Linked DNA regions of Anser cygnoides: all the other regions are linked to region 4. The links are chromatin contacts, called in public Hi-C maps. All regions are on one chromosome and are shown on one strand. The core of a region is the stretch at or near the end of the contact, and the rest is flanking DNA. Distances in the headings are between cores, read along the strand shown. Region 1 holds the start of NETO2 (neuropilin and tolloid like 2). Region 2 holds the start of LOC106039625 (borealin-2-like). Region 3 holds the start of DNAJA2 (DnaJ heat shock protein family (Hsp40) member A2). Region 4 holds the start of LONP2 (lon peptidase 2, peroxisomal).

The links. A called contact is a pair of places that touch in the nucleus more often than the background predicts.
Region 1: a Hi-C map of liver shows a contact between it and region 4, with 13 times the contacts expected there. The contact joins the promoter of NETO2 here to the promoter of LONP2 in region 4. A contact is called at or near these places in 2 of 7 Hi-C or Micro-C datasets (both in liver).
Region 2: a Hi-C map of liver shows a contact between it and region 4, with 2.0 times the contacts expected there. The contact joins the promoter of LOC106039625 here to the promoter of LONP2 in region 4. A contact is called at or near these places in 2 of 7 Hi-C or Micro-C datasets (both in liver).
Region 3: a contact with region 4 is called in a Hi-C map of liver, with 2.4 times the contacts expected there. The contact joins the promoter of DNAJA2 here to the promoter of LONP2 in region 4. A contact is called at or near these places in 2 of 7 Hi-C or Micro-C datasets (both in liver).

What each region holds. Positions count from the first base shown.
Region 1 is chr12:19,425,256-19,427,956 of Taihu_goose_T2T_genome, reverse strand. NETO2 (neuropilin and tolloid like 2) reads right to left here and starts at 1,380. Exons shown (of 9, transcript XM_048073401.2): 1 at 1,187-1,380. The coding sequence starts at 1,220. All of the region lies in intron 2 of LOC106039583 (a long non-coding RNA gene), which reads left to right.
Region 2 is chr12:19,510,269-19,512,968 of Taihu_goose_T2T_genome, reverse strand. It overlaps LOC106039625 (borealin-2-like), which reads left to right and starts at 1,330. Exons shown (of 8, transcript XM_048073299.2): 1 at 1,330-1,529; 2 at 2,071-2,199. The coding sequence starts at 1,400. It overlaps DNAJA2 (DnaJ heat shock protein family (Hsp40) member A2), which reads right to left. Exons shown (of 12, transcript XM_048073403.2): 9 at 1,350-2,700; 10 at 877-942.
Region 3 is chr12:19,486,564-19,489,263 of Taihu_goose_T2T_genome, reverse strand. DNAJA2 (DnaJ heat shock protein family (Hsp40) member A2) reads right to left here and starts at 1,382. Exons shown (of 12, transcript XM_048073403.2): 1 at 1,182-1,382. The coding sequence starts at 1,259. LOC106039583 (a long non-coding RNA gene) reads left to right here and starts at 1,415. Exons shown (of 4, transcript XR_010834410.1): 1 at 1,415-2,700.
Region 4 is chr12:19,165,921-19,168,807 of Taihu_goose_T2T_genome, reverse strand. LONP2 (lon peptidase 2, peroxisomal) reads left to right here and starts at 1,598. Exons shown (of 15, transcript XM_013186832.3): 1 at 1,598-1,880; 2 at 2,743-2,887. The coding sequence starts at 1,648.

The DNA.
Region 1 (2,701 bases), core at 131-2,630, 260 kb before region 4:
TGGTTTTACCATGTTTTATGGTATTTAACTATGTGCTACTTTACTTACAGAGGAAGTGGAAAAATAAAACTAACTACATTTTCTTGGGGCTTACCCAGTAAGCCTTTTGTTCCTGTGGTGTCTAAAACCAGTGGATGGTTAACACCTCTATATAATAGGCATTTGCTGAAAGCAAAGACTTTCTCTCTCAATTATTATGCTAATAAATGAAAAATATTTATTTAAACCCTCAAGATAACTATCCTTCAGATCAGAGACATGGGATTTTATGGGCTAAGGAAACATTCTGGATTTAAAACAGACTTCTTTACAACTTTCATACCGTGGGAAGACATCAATGCACATCAGAAACAGTTCTCCCCACTGCAGTAATGCCTCAATGGCTTAAATAATGCAAACAAACGTTCCAAAATTTCCTAATGGAATAATTTAATAAAAAAAATCCCTGGTGGTGCACGTCTGGTATTGCTGAAGAAGATGCAGAACGCTAGAAACCATCTCGCGAGGCACAAGGTTAACTGCCACGTTTAGCTTTGTTTTCTATCAGAGACCCTTCGCTTGTCGTTGGGCTCTATAAATAATAGCACAGATAAGGAAAGGCCGGGGGGAAGGCTGGCTTTCCTCAGCTGTTTACCTCTGCGCCTGAAGTAGTTAGGAACAGGATTTACAAGCCTCAGGAGAAAGGGAAGCAGAGGTGAATACCGGTCAAGCAGGAGCTGATTTCGTGAAAACCTCGCTGAAAAGAGAGCTCGCTCCTGACAGCGAGCCCGCTACCCTGCCCACAGTTCCACATCTCACCGGGAGAGTTAGGGGAGCAGAAGGAGGATTCTGGCTGTGAAAAGATGGAGCGCAGAAGCTCTCGACGCGTCTCGGGAGCGCACGGCCGAGCCCCGGGGCAGACTCGCATCCCCCGACCCCGCGGCTGGGTCCCCCCGGCCACAGAGCTCCCGCAGCACGACCCTGCCCTGCCCTGCCCTGCCCTGCCCGGCCGGGACGGGACGGGGGCAGCCGGGGGTGGCTGCGGGCTGCCGGCCCCCTTCGCCCCGAGCTGCCGCCGGCTTCCCCCGGCGCGGAGCATCCCCGGCCCCTCGGCCAAAAGTTTCCGCGGGCCGAGGGAGGGCGGCGGGGGCAGCCGAAGAGGCGGCCCGGTAGGGCGGGGGGCTCGGGGCCGGCGGGGGGCTCCTACCTTCCAGCACCGAGCAGACTTGGTGCGGGGCCATCGTCTCCCGGCGGCGGCTTCCACTCGGCAGCGATCAGCGGCGCTCCATGGCCGCGGCCGGGCGCGGCGGCCCCCCGCGAGGGCGCTGTGGCCCGCGGCTACGGCTCGGCCGGCCCCCGCCCGCCCGCGGCCATGCCCGGAGCTTCAGCCTCCTCCTCCTCCTCCTCCTCCTCCTCCTCCTCCTCCTCCTCCCCCCTCTCCCGAGCCCGGAGCCGCCGCCGCGCTCAGTCCCATCTAGAGCGGGGCTCGGCGGGCACCGTCGGGGCTGGCCCGCCCCGGGGGCCGGGGAGGAGGCTCTCGGTGAGACGCTCCGCTCGCAGCCCGGCGGCTCCCAGCCGGTGAATGAAGCCGCTTCGAGCCGCGAGGGGGGTTTGCTCGCCTCAGTCGCTTGTACGCATGTGCCCGCCCCCCGCCGAGCCCCGCAAGCAGCCGCAGCCGCCGGGGCCGCTGCGCGCCCCCCGCCGGGCCGGGCACCGAGCGGGGGCGGCGGCCCCGTGCCCTGGGAGGGCAGTGCCGGGCGGTTTCCCCCGGCCCCCCGCGCCGGGATTCGCCCGGCTGCGGAGAGGGGCCCGGCGGCGCTGCCCGCCCGGGGGCTCGGCTGGAGGAAGGTGGAGAACGGATGTGCCCGCCTTTGGCTGTCCGGGGGCGGCAGGCAGCCGGCCCCCCCGCTCCGCCGGGCGTTCCCCCCTTCTCCCCCTTGCTCCCGGCGGAGCCCCGGCGGCGTGCCCAGCCCGGCTGCGTTGTGCTGCCTGCGGGTCGGGAGCCCGGCACACGCCCTTGTGCGGCTGCTGTGACGGCTCCCACGGAGCCACGGAGCCGTCACTCGACACGAACTTAAGCAAAGGGCGCCCGCTGCCCGCTGCCCGCTGCCCGCCCGGCTGCCGCCCCATCACCTCGGGGCAGCCGGCGAGAGGAGCTGTGCGTGCCCTCGGGCGGGGGCCCGAGGTGGGACACCGGGCACGGGCTGCCTGGCTCCCGGGAAGCGCCTTCCGCAGGGCAGGGGGACCAAGAGCAGCCGCCGGGCAGCCGGGACCGGGGGACCCGAGGCGCCGCAAGCTCCCGGGCCGGCCCCGCAGCGCTGCGCCCGCGGCTTCCCCGCGCCCGGCCCCGGGCTGCATCCCCAGGGTGCTTCCCGGGGGGTCTCGGGGCTCGGGCACCCCGTGGAAGCAGCCTGGAGCCCACCCCACGGACACGGCAGTCGGGCCTTTAGGTGCTGGTGCGCAGCCTGCGGGGCCGCCTGCTCCAGCCTCGGGCGTGGGCGTGAGGCGTGAAGCTCTGCTTGCCTTGCGGTGCGGTGCTTTGCGTTTGGATCAGTTCTTTCTACGGTGTTCAAAGGCCAGCATGTCCTGGGGGAACACGCCACGCTCCTGCTCCTGGCTAGCGGCCTGAAGGGGACATCCGAGACCTTGGAGGAAAGGTCCCCAGCGCCTCTGGGCATTACAGAACCATTTCGGTGTTCTAAACAGCTTGATGTGAAGTATT
Region 2 (2,700 bases), core at 81-2,580, 340 kb before region 4:
AAGCTAGTCCTGCTTATGTGTATAGCAGCACCGCTAAAACAAAAGCAAAAGCTGGCTATATCCTTGTTTGTGTCAGGTATTGGAGTGTTTTCTGGAGCTGAAGCATTTACTTGGGGGCATTTATTTGGGGGCAGTGGGGTGGGGTTGTTTGCTTTACAAACAAGAACATGGTCTGATCTGAAATGATACTACGGGCTGTCAGCCTGAGTTTACAGCTTTGTCTGAGTGATGTAGTCCGTCCCATCTGGTTCAGTAGATCCTGAGGTTGTGCCAGTCATAAGAAGATATGAAAAACCTACTAACTTTAGAGAGTTTACAACATGAATTGTATACACTGTATGAAGAAAACCCTAGTGTTTTACAACATCATCTAAATTCCTTTTTATGCAGGTCCTCAATCAATAAAGAATACAGGTTAGATTATTTGTATAAAACCTAAAATACTCAAACCTCTGGTGTGTTTTTTTTTATTATTATTTGGATTCATATAAGGTCATACATTTCTACTAGGAATTACATTTTTAATATGTATTTTAATATTTTAATACATTCAATACTGTGTGTATTCTTGCCTATATAACGCTCCACACCGTTACATTTTTCTCTGTTCACCCGATCAGAGTTTACACAAATTGTAAGGATTTGCATAATAATTTGCAGCAGAACAAGCAGTAAAATAACGAAGTACGAGGCCACAGCTCTCACATGAGGTCCCTCCTACTCGACAAAACGGCTTTCCAGCGCCCGCCCCTGGCAGCACCACTACCACCAGATGTACCAGCAGTACCAGTACCGCCACCAGCAGTACCAGTACCATCAGGACCACCACCACCAGTACCACCAGCACCCCGCAGCCCGGAGCTGGGTACGACTCACCCCGCCGGACGAAAGCGGCCGTAGGCGCTACCGCCGCTCCTCCGGTGCCAAGGCCAGCAGCACCTGCTTCAAAGCAATTCATAAAAACATATTTTAAAAGGAATTTCTCATTTTTCTCCATCAGAAGAAAGCGCCTGTGCGTGTGTGCGCCTAAGCCCGCCCACCTGCTGCGCTCGGCTCCTGTCAGGACGCGGCAGCCCCGTCCCCGCTGCGCCTCTCTGGCCGTGCCCAGCCCCGCTCCGGGCCCCGGGGCTCCCCGGGACGGCCTCGCCGCCTCCTCTCTCCCTCCTGACGAGGCGGGCCAGGGCCCCCCGGTGCTTCCAGCCCCCGGCTCTGGGCCGCCCCGCGCCCTCACAGCCGCCAGCCCGTGCTCGGGGGCCGGGGCCGGCCGTTATGGCTGCCCCAAGGGCGTGCCCGCCCCGGCCCCGGGGCGGAGCGGGGGGAGGTAGGGGGGGAGAAGCCCCCGCTCTTACAAAAGCTCCAAGCGTCAGGAGCCGCCTGCTTGTCTCAAGGGGTCGCGGCCATGTCCCTGAGGAAGCCCCCGGTCAAACGGCGCAGTACCGACTCGGGTGTGGAGCCCGACCGCGGGGCGCTCTCCCAGGAGAAGAAGGACCAGCGCATCGCGCTCTTCCTCAGAGACTTCGACCAGCAGGGTAGGGCCGGGGCCCAGGGACAGACCCGCTGAGGCCGGGGAGAGGCTCGGGGCCGGGTCGGCAGAGCTCAGACCCCCAGGAACGGCCCCCGCAGGCGTCGCCGCTCCGTGAGGGGCCGCCCTGGCGGCGGGTGTGGGGGCCTGGGGCTGCTGAGGGTGCCCGCGGCCTGGTCGCCTTCCCCTAAGTGCCGGCCTGAGGCGTTGGTCGTGTCGCTGTGCTCGTCGGTGGTACGTGTGCGCTAAAAATGTCTCTGCGCCGCCTGTGGTGCTGCCACGCTCCTCCTTAGAAGGTGGGCAACAGGGTAATCTGCTCTTGTATTAGTTAATGTCAGCATTTCAGCAGTCAGCGTTGTTCATTGATCCGCTCTGAAACAGGCACAGCTGCGCGGAGCTGCCTTAACTCGAGGCTTACTTGCAAATCACTTTTGACTCCAAGTCAAATTACCCTATCTAAAACATTAAGTTGTTTTATGCGATCCAGCAGTGATTTTACTTGGAAATGTTTAACACGTATGGCAATAAAAGCCGATTTTGTTTTAAAGCTAAGGAAAGCATCCGGGAAATGAAGAAAGAACTTGATGCGCTCTTGCAAACAGCTGAGAAGGCATTTACAGTGGAATTGCTGAAGATACCACTTGCCATCAGAAAAATGAAAAGAAAAGACTTGCTTAGTAAGTATGTGTGATCAAAGTATTTGGTATTTGTGAGCAAAGCAGACATCAGTACTTCTATATGTACCCTTGACTAACGTGAGAAAAAGCTGCAAGCTGGGGGCTTTTATGATAAAGGTTTCTTCGCCTGCTGAATATTTTAAGCTGATCAGCAGTGGTATTACGTTGCAGGTGACCAGTCAGTACTCTTGTTCAGGTAGACTGATCCGTGTAATGCAGGGTGTAGAATTAGTAGGTAACAGTTTGGTCTGGAATCTTCTTTTGCTTGTGTTCTTAAGTCACCTTACTTAGAGCCTGACGAGACAAGGAGTGATTACAAGTTTTTAGTAGTGTCTGTGCTTAAAAACATAAGAACTGCTTTTCATCTGAACATGTTCATCCTAGCCCCAGAGACTGTTTTGTCTTTCTGTTAATCTGAAGTCCTTGACTACTGAGCTTTTCTCGTGTAGTGTTTACGGGTGGTGATGCATGAACAACTTTAATTTTAACCTCATTTTTATG
Region 3 (2,700 bases), core at 133-2,632, 320 kb before region 4:
CACCATACTATAGCTTCAACAGAAATTAGTTTAACTCATCAGTGTTCTGTCAGACCCTTTTGATCAAGCTATTATGGATTTTATTAGTTTTACCTTTTCTATACTTTTATATCTACATTAAAATATTACACGAATAAAGAATCCACACGACCTCTTTGTGACAATAAGAGATGGATGAACTTCTCACTGCTGTGGGCAGCCCAAAACTTTACATGCCAAGACAAGCATAACACATAGCAACGAACATTAAGCCATACAGATTATTGAGTGAAGGACTGCTGCAAGTTCTTTGTGCTTACAGGAGACAAGACACCCTTAAGAGAACTTAGCAAGGAAAAAAAATCTACTTGATTGTGTTCAGGAGCTTCTTGCCGCATGCCTTCCACCTCTAACGCTATTTCAACACTGCAACTGCCTATCCCTGCACAAACTGGGCTAGCACATGCATGACGGGGGAGTTGTTAATTCCAGCACCACCCAGCAGCAGAAGCAGGTCACTGCTAGTAAACTGCCTACTTAGTTATCCTCCCTCACGTGTAAATGGCGCTTAATTTCTTTTGGGGAAGAAAAAAAAAAAGTTTATGCACCACTGAGCGAAATGGATGCAGTAAACGATGAACCGGCTCCAAGCTCTCTCCTCGCTCCTTTCTTTACCTCACCTCGCAGCCAGCAGCCTGAAAACGACCAGATCCGGGAGCAAAGCGAGACCCCACCGAGGCCTACACGTGGGGCAGACAATGGCAGCGGCCCCCACCTGCTGCCGCATGCCCGTTCCTCCCCCAAGGAGCCTCTCGCCGGCTGCGAGCGCCGCCCAGGAGGCAGGCGGGCGGGCGGGCAGGCGGCGCCGCGGGGGCGAGACGAGCGGGGGCTCCCTCGGCGCCGCGAGGACCTGGCGGGGCCGGGCCGGGCCGCAGGGAGCTGACGGGGCCTCGGGGAGCCCGGCCGGGCCCCGCTCCCTCCTCCTTCTCCTCCTCCTCCCCCCCTCCCCCGCTGCTCTCCCCCGGGGCCTACCCGCGGCCTACTCGGCCCGGGCCCCTGCCCCGGGTCCCCCCCGCCAGGCCTCAGCGCCGCGGCCGGGCCGGGCCCCGCCGCCTGCAGGCCCCGCTCCCCCCCAAGCCCGGGGCCTTCCCTCAGACCCGGGGCCCTGCCCGGCGGCGCCGCCCGGCCCGGCCCGGCCGCACCTTCTTGAGCTCGTTGTCGGAGGCGCCGGGCGGCACGCCCAGGATGTCGTACAGCTTCGTGTCGGCCACGTTCGCCATGGCGGCAGCGGGCGGCGGCGGGGCCGGAGCGGGCCGAGGGGCGGCGAGGGCGAGCCCGGGAGCAGGACGAGAGCCGCTGCCGACGTCACGCGCACACGCCCCGCGTCACCGCGCCGCGACGCGAGGAGGGAGAGAGGGAGGGAGGGGAGGGGCCGCGGGAGCCCCGCCCCTTCGCCCTTCGGCGCCGCGGCCCCGCCCCTCGGCCCACTTCGGGCGCCTGACCCAGTGCCGCCGCCTGGCGGCAGGGGGCGCTGCCGGCACTAACAGCCGCGGGGCGGGAGGCGGGAGGGGGCGGTGCGGGCAGAGCCCTGAGGGGCAGCGCCTGAGGGGCCGCGTGAGGAGCGAGGCGTGCCCTGAGGAAACCGTGCCTTCAGCCTCCCCTCCGTCACCCCGAGCACTGTCACTGAGGGTGGCCCGCGCGGCCTCACCGCACACGCCGACAGATTTTTCCTTCAGACGCGTGTTACTAAGGCTTTGTTGGTTATAAATAGCGTTAGTGCCCATCTGCTCCGTGTTTTGTAGGGTTTTGCTCAGCTCCTGCGATCTCAAAGAAGCACGAGTTGCCAGGCTAGGCCTGGAGTGACTCAGGAACAAGTGCTCAAGAGATGCTGATGCCCCAGCAAGACACCACTTCTAGCTGGCAAATGAACAGGCCCGTTGTGCTTCATTAGTGCTTAGTCCCTTCAGTGTGGCAGCAACTCGAGCCTCTCCTCACCTGGTGCCTCTCCTCAGGTGCGGCCACCTGGCTGCCAGCCCCTCACCAAGCAGTGGCCACCAGAAAGCCCCAGAACCTGTGGCCAGTGCTCGGCTGAGGAAGGTGGAGTTGGCTGGGGCCAGGCCCCTGAGATGGCAGAGGACTGAAAATGCCCTCCTGGGTGCTCCCAGGGCAAGCCTAGAGCATGTCTGGGAGAGGGTGTGCATAAGGACCGGGTGGGTGATGACAGGCCCTGGGGAGAGTCTGCTGGGGTGGATAAGTGACTTGGCCTGTGAGAGAGAGCGCAGAAAAGGTGCTTTGAAGTGATTCATGTGTTTGAGGTGCAGAGATCTGAGTAGGCCTTCTGCCTCAGGGGAGCAGATCTGACTACTTGGAGGCTTCTTTCCTCATCATCTGGAGGGAGACTTCATCTTTAGTTACTTGCTATAGCTTGTGGTTGCAATGGCTGTGTTGGGCAATGCAGTCTACTGCTGGTTTCTCTGCTCCTTCCTAGGCTGTTGTTTACAGAACCCTAAATTCCATCATTGGGTTTATTAAGTCCGGCACAATCTAGTTTAGTACATCATGGTAATATCTGCCTTTGGTATTGTAGGTGTGGCAGCAGTCAAGAACTTCAAAGGGAAATGGAGACTCTCTTTAGAGAGAGGAAAACAGTGACAGGGCAGAAAACAGCTACTGGAAAGACAGTCGCATAGACTCTAATTATTAGTCTGGCTCAGAGACATG
Region 4 (2,887 bases), core at 349-2,848:
CCTGGAGAATAAACATGATGAAATTGGTAATTTTTTTTTTTAATGAAAAGATTCAGATTGAGCAAATTCATCAATAAATACGATGAGCAAATGTTTAACCTTTAGGTTTGGTTTGTGTTCGCATTCCAAACTAATATAATTAGAGAAGCTTAAACATATGTGAATGTTGAACATATGTTTACAGAGTAATTATGTTTAACATCAGGAAGTTCACAAAACATTTTCTATATTCTTGTGTTAAGTACTCTTTTGCATTAGTATTTTCTAAATGTCATGTTGAATAGTACATTAAATTCTAGGTTCTTTCTAAGTTGTCTGAAGTGACTGTTTTACAGAGAAAAAATTTTTCTCAGCTGTAGTAATTTCTTGCATTTAACCATTGTTATTACTTCCATATGTCTTTTTACTGTGACATTTTCTTCTAGTAGGCCAACAGATTAAGGCATTAATAAACTGCGTGACTAAGCAAGTTTCTTACTGTAGCTATACTTGTGCGTTTCAAAGTGCCAGCTTGTATAAACAGTCCTTGCTACTACACTTTCACCTTTGTATAGGATTACCTTTGTTCAAAGCATACCGAGTCAGTCAGTGATTAACAAGGGATTGGCTAACATAGCTCATTGCATTATGCAATTTTAATATTGCACCTCTTTTCACCAGTGGAGGGTAGGGGGAAAAAAAAAGGGCAAGTTTCTGCAATCAGCTTGTTCATCTGAACTCTCCATAGGCCTGAGTGCTCACAGTCCATCCCTCGAGCAGGCTTTTGCATGAATGAGCAAAGCAGTATTACTAGAGCAAAAGGAGCTAGACACAGCACAGCTGTAACAAATGGTGTTGCCTCCAGCTCTGCTGAACCCCATTACACTGCACTGAATGTTGCCCTGCATTAGTGGCGTCCTGGGATCAGCCTCAGCCCACAGGTGGCCCTGTGAAAAGGCGGGGAGTGGATTTGGCTGTGTCCTGGGCACCACCACTTGGTGCTTGAATCCTCGCGTGGCGAAAGCTTGAGGTGAAGGTTTGGGCCTTGGTCCCTATACTGCTGCAGAGGGGTGTTTCTGCATGTCTTCCGTTGGGGTCAGGGCTGCCTGGAGCACTGGGGAGCCCCTGCCCCAACAACAGCCTAAGGAAAGAGGGCCTGGGCCAAACATGTGGGAGCCGTGGGAGCGTGCCTTTTACTCAAGGAACTAAGCACTTGCAACCAGTAAATGGAATCCCCAAAGCCTTGCCTTTCACTATTTACCTTTCTATTAATGGAGCCTAATGTTATTACAAACTCATTTATAGCACTTTTTGGTGTTATTTATTTATTTAACAGGCACACAAAAGGAAACCCTGAGCCTATTGCAAGAGCTAGCCTGCCATCTGGTGGCCGAGGCTGCCGAGGCACAGCACTGTCCCCGTGCCATCACCCCCAGAAGGGGCGACAACAAAACAAAACAACCCGAGGTTGGGCCGGGGCCCGGCGCCTGGCGCGGCGGCAGGCGGGGCCCCTGAGAGGACCGGGCCGCTTGGCGGCAGGTGCCGCGGGGCCTCCCCTCCAGGCCCGTGCCTCCGGGCCCGGCCGGTCCCTCTCGGGTGCCCGTAGCGGGCGGGGCCGGGCCGGGCCGTGGGCGGGCGGCGGGGCGCAGCGCAGCGCAGCGGGCGGCCATGGCGGCGGGCAGCGCCATCCAGATCCCCAGCCGCCTGCCGCTGCTGCTCACCCACGAGGGCGTCCTGCTGCCCGGCTCCACCATGCGGACCAGCGTGGACTCGCCGCGCAACATGCAGCTGGTGCGCAGCCGGCTCCTGAAGGGCACGTCGCTGCGCAGCACCATCATCGGCGTCATCCCCAACACCAGCGACCCCACGTCCGACTGCGACGACCTGCCCTCCCTGCACAGGTGCCACCGCCAGCTCGTCCCGGCCGTCGCCTCGCCCCGGCTGGCACCTCCGGGGAGCCGGGCCTTGGGGACGGGGCTTTGCTGCTCGGCCTCCCTGGGGCTGCCTCTCCCCTACCCGGAGCTTCTCCGGAGGGGACGCGGTGGCAGGGACTGGGGGGCTGGCGCATGCCAGAAGGTTGGGAAAGCAAGACCGGGGTGCAAGAGAATAACGCGATTCGATAAAGTTTAGGGTCATTAAGGCTCTACCCATATTGTTTTTTGTTGTGGTTTAATAAAAGTAACACAGGTAGAGACCTAGGTTCCTAAAAGCTAATTATATTTCTGTGGGATGAAGTACAAATAGAACTAATATGCTTTATTCCTTACAAAACTTTGTTGCATTAGTGGATTCAGTAACGTTTTGCAAGAATGTATTTTAATTCTGCTTAAGCAGGTAGTTTAATCATAGTTTAATCAGGTAAATGTGAACTAAAACATTAATTCTGGATGAGACAGACAATTTCACTGAAGAACAGTAGTTTACAAACGCTCCGTTTTCTAGTGCAAATAGTTCAAGCAGAAAGGTAAGCATTCCTTTCCTGTTCCAAGATCCCTTAAATTATTTATGAAAAAGTTACTTGTTCCCAAAAAGGATGTGTGTATTATATTGCTATTGTTAGTTTGTCAGTTACCTCATTCCTTTTCAAGTTTTAAGGTTTGGTTTTGTTAATTTGTGTGCAAAAGAGGTCATGTAATTCTGTTACCTTTGTTGATAATGAACTATGACCTCAGAGGTCCTACAGTTCAGTTTCTTGTTGGTAAGGGACACGTGAAATGTTCTGTGGAAGGTGCCGAGTAATACAAAGATTTGATCTGTTTTTAGGATTGGCACTGCTGCTCTGGCAGTTCAGGTGGTTGGCAGCAACTGGCCCAAGCCGCATTATACATTGCTCGTTACGGGCCTCTGCCGATTCCAGATACTGCAGTTGCTGAAAGAGAAGCCGTATCCAGTTGCTGAAGTTGAACAG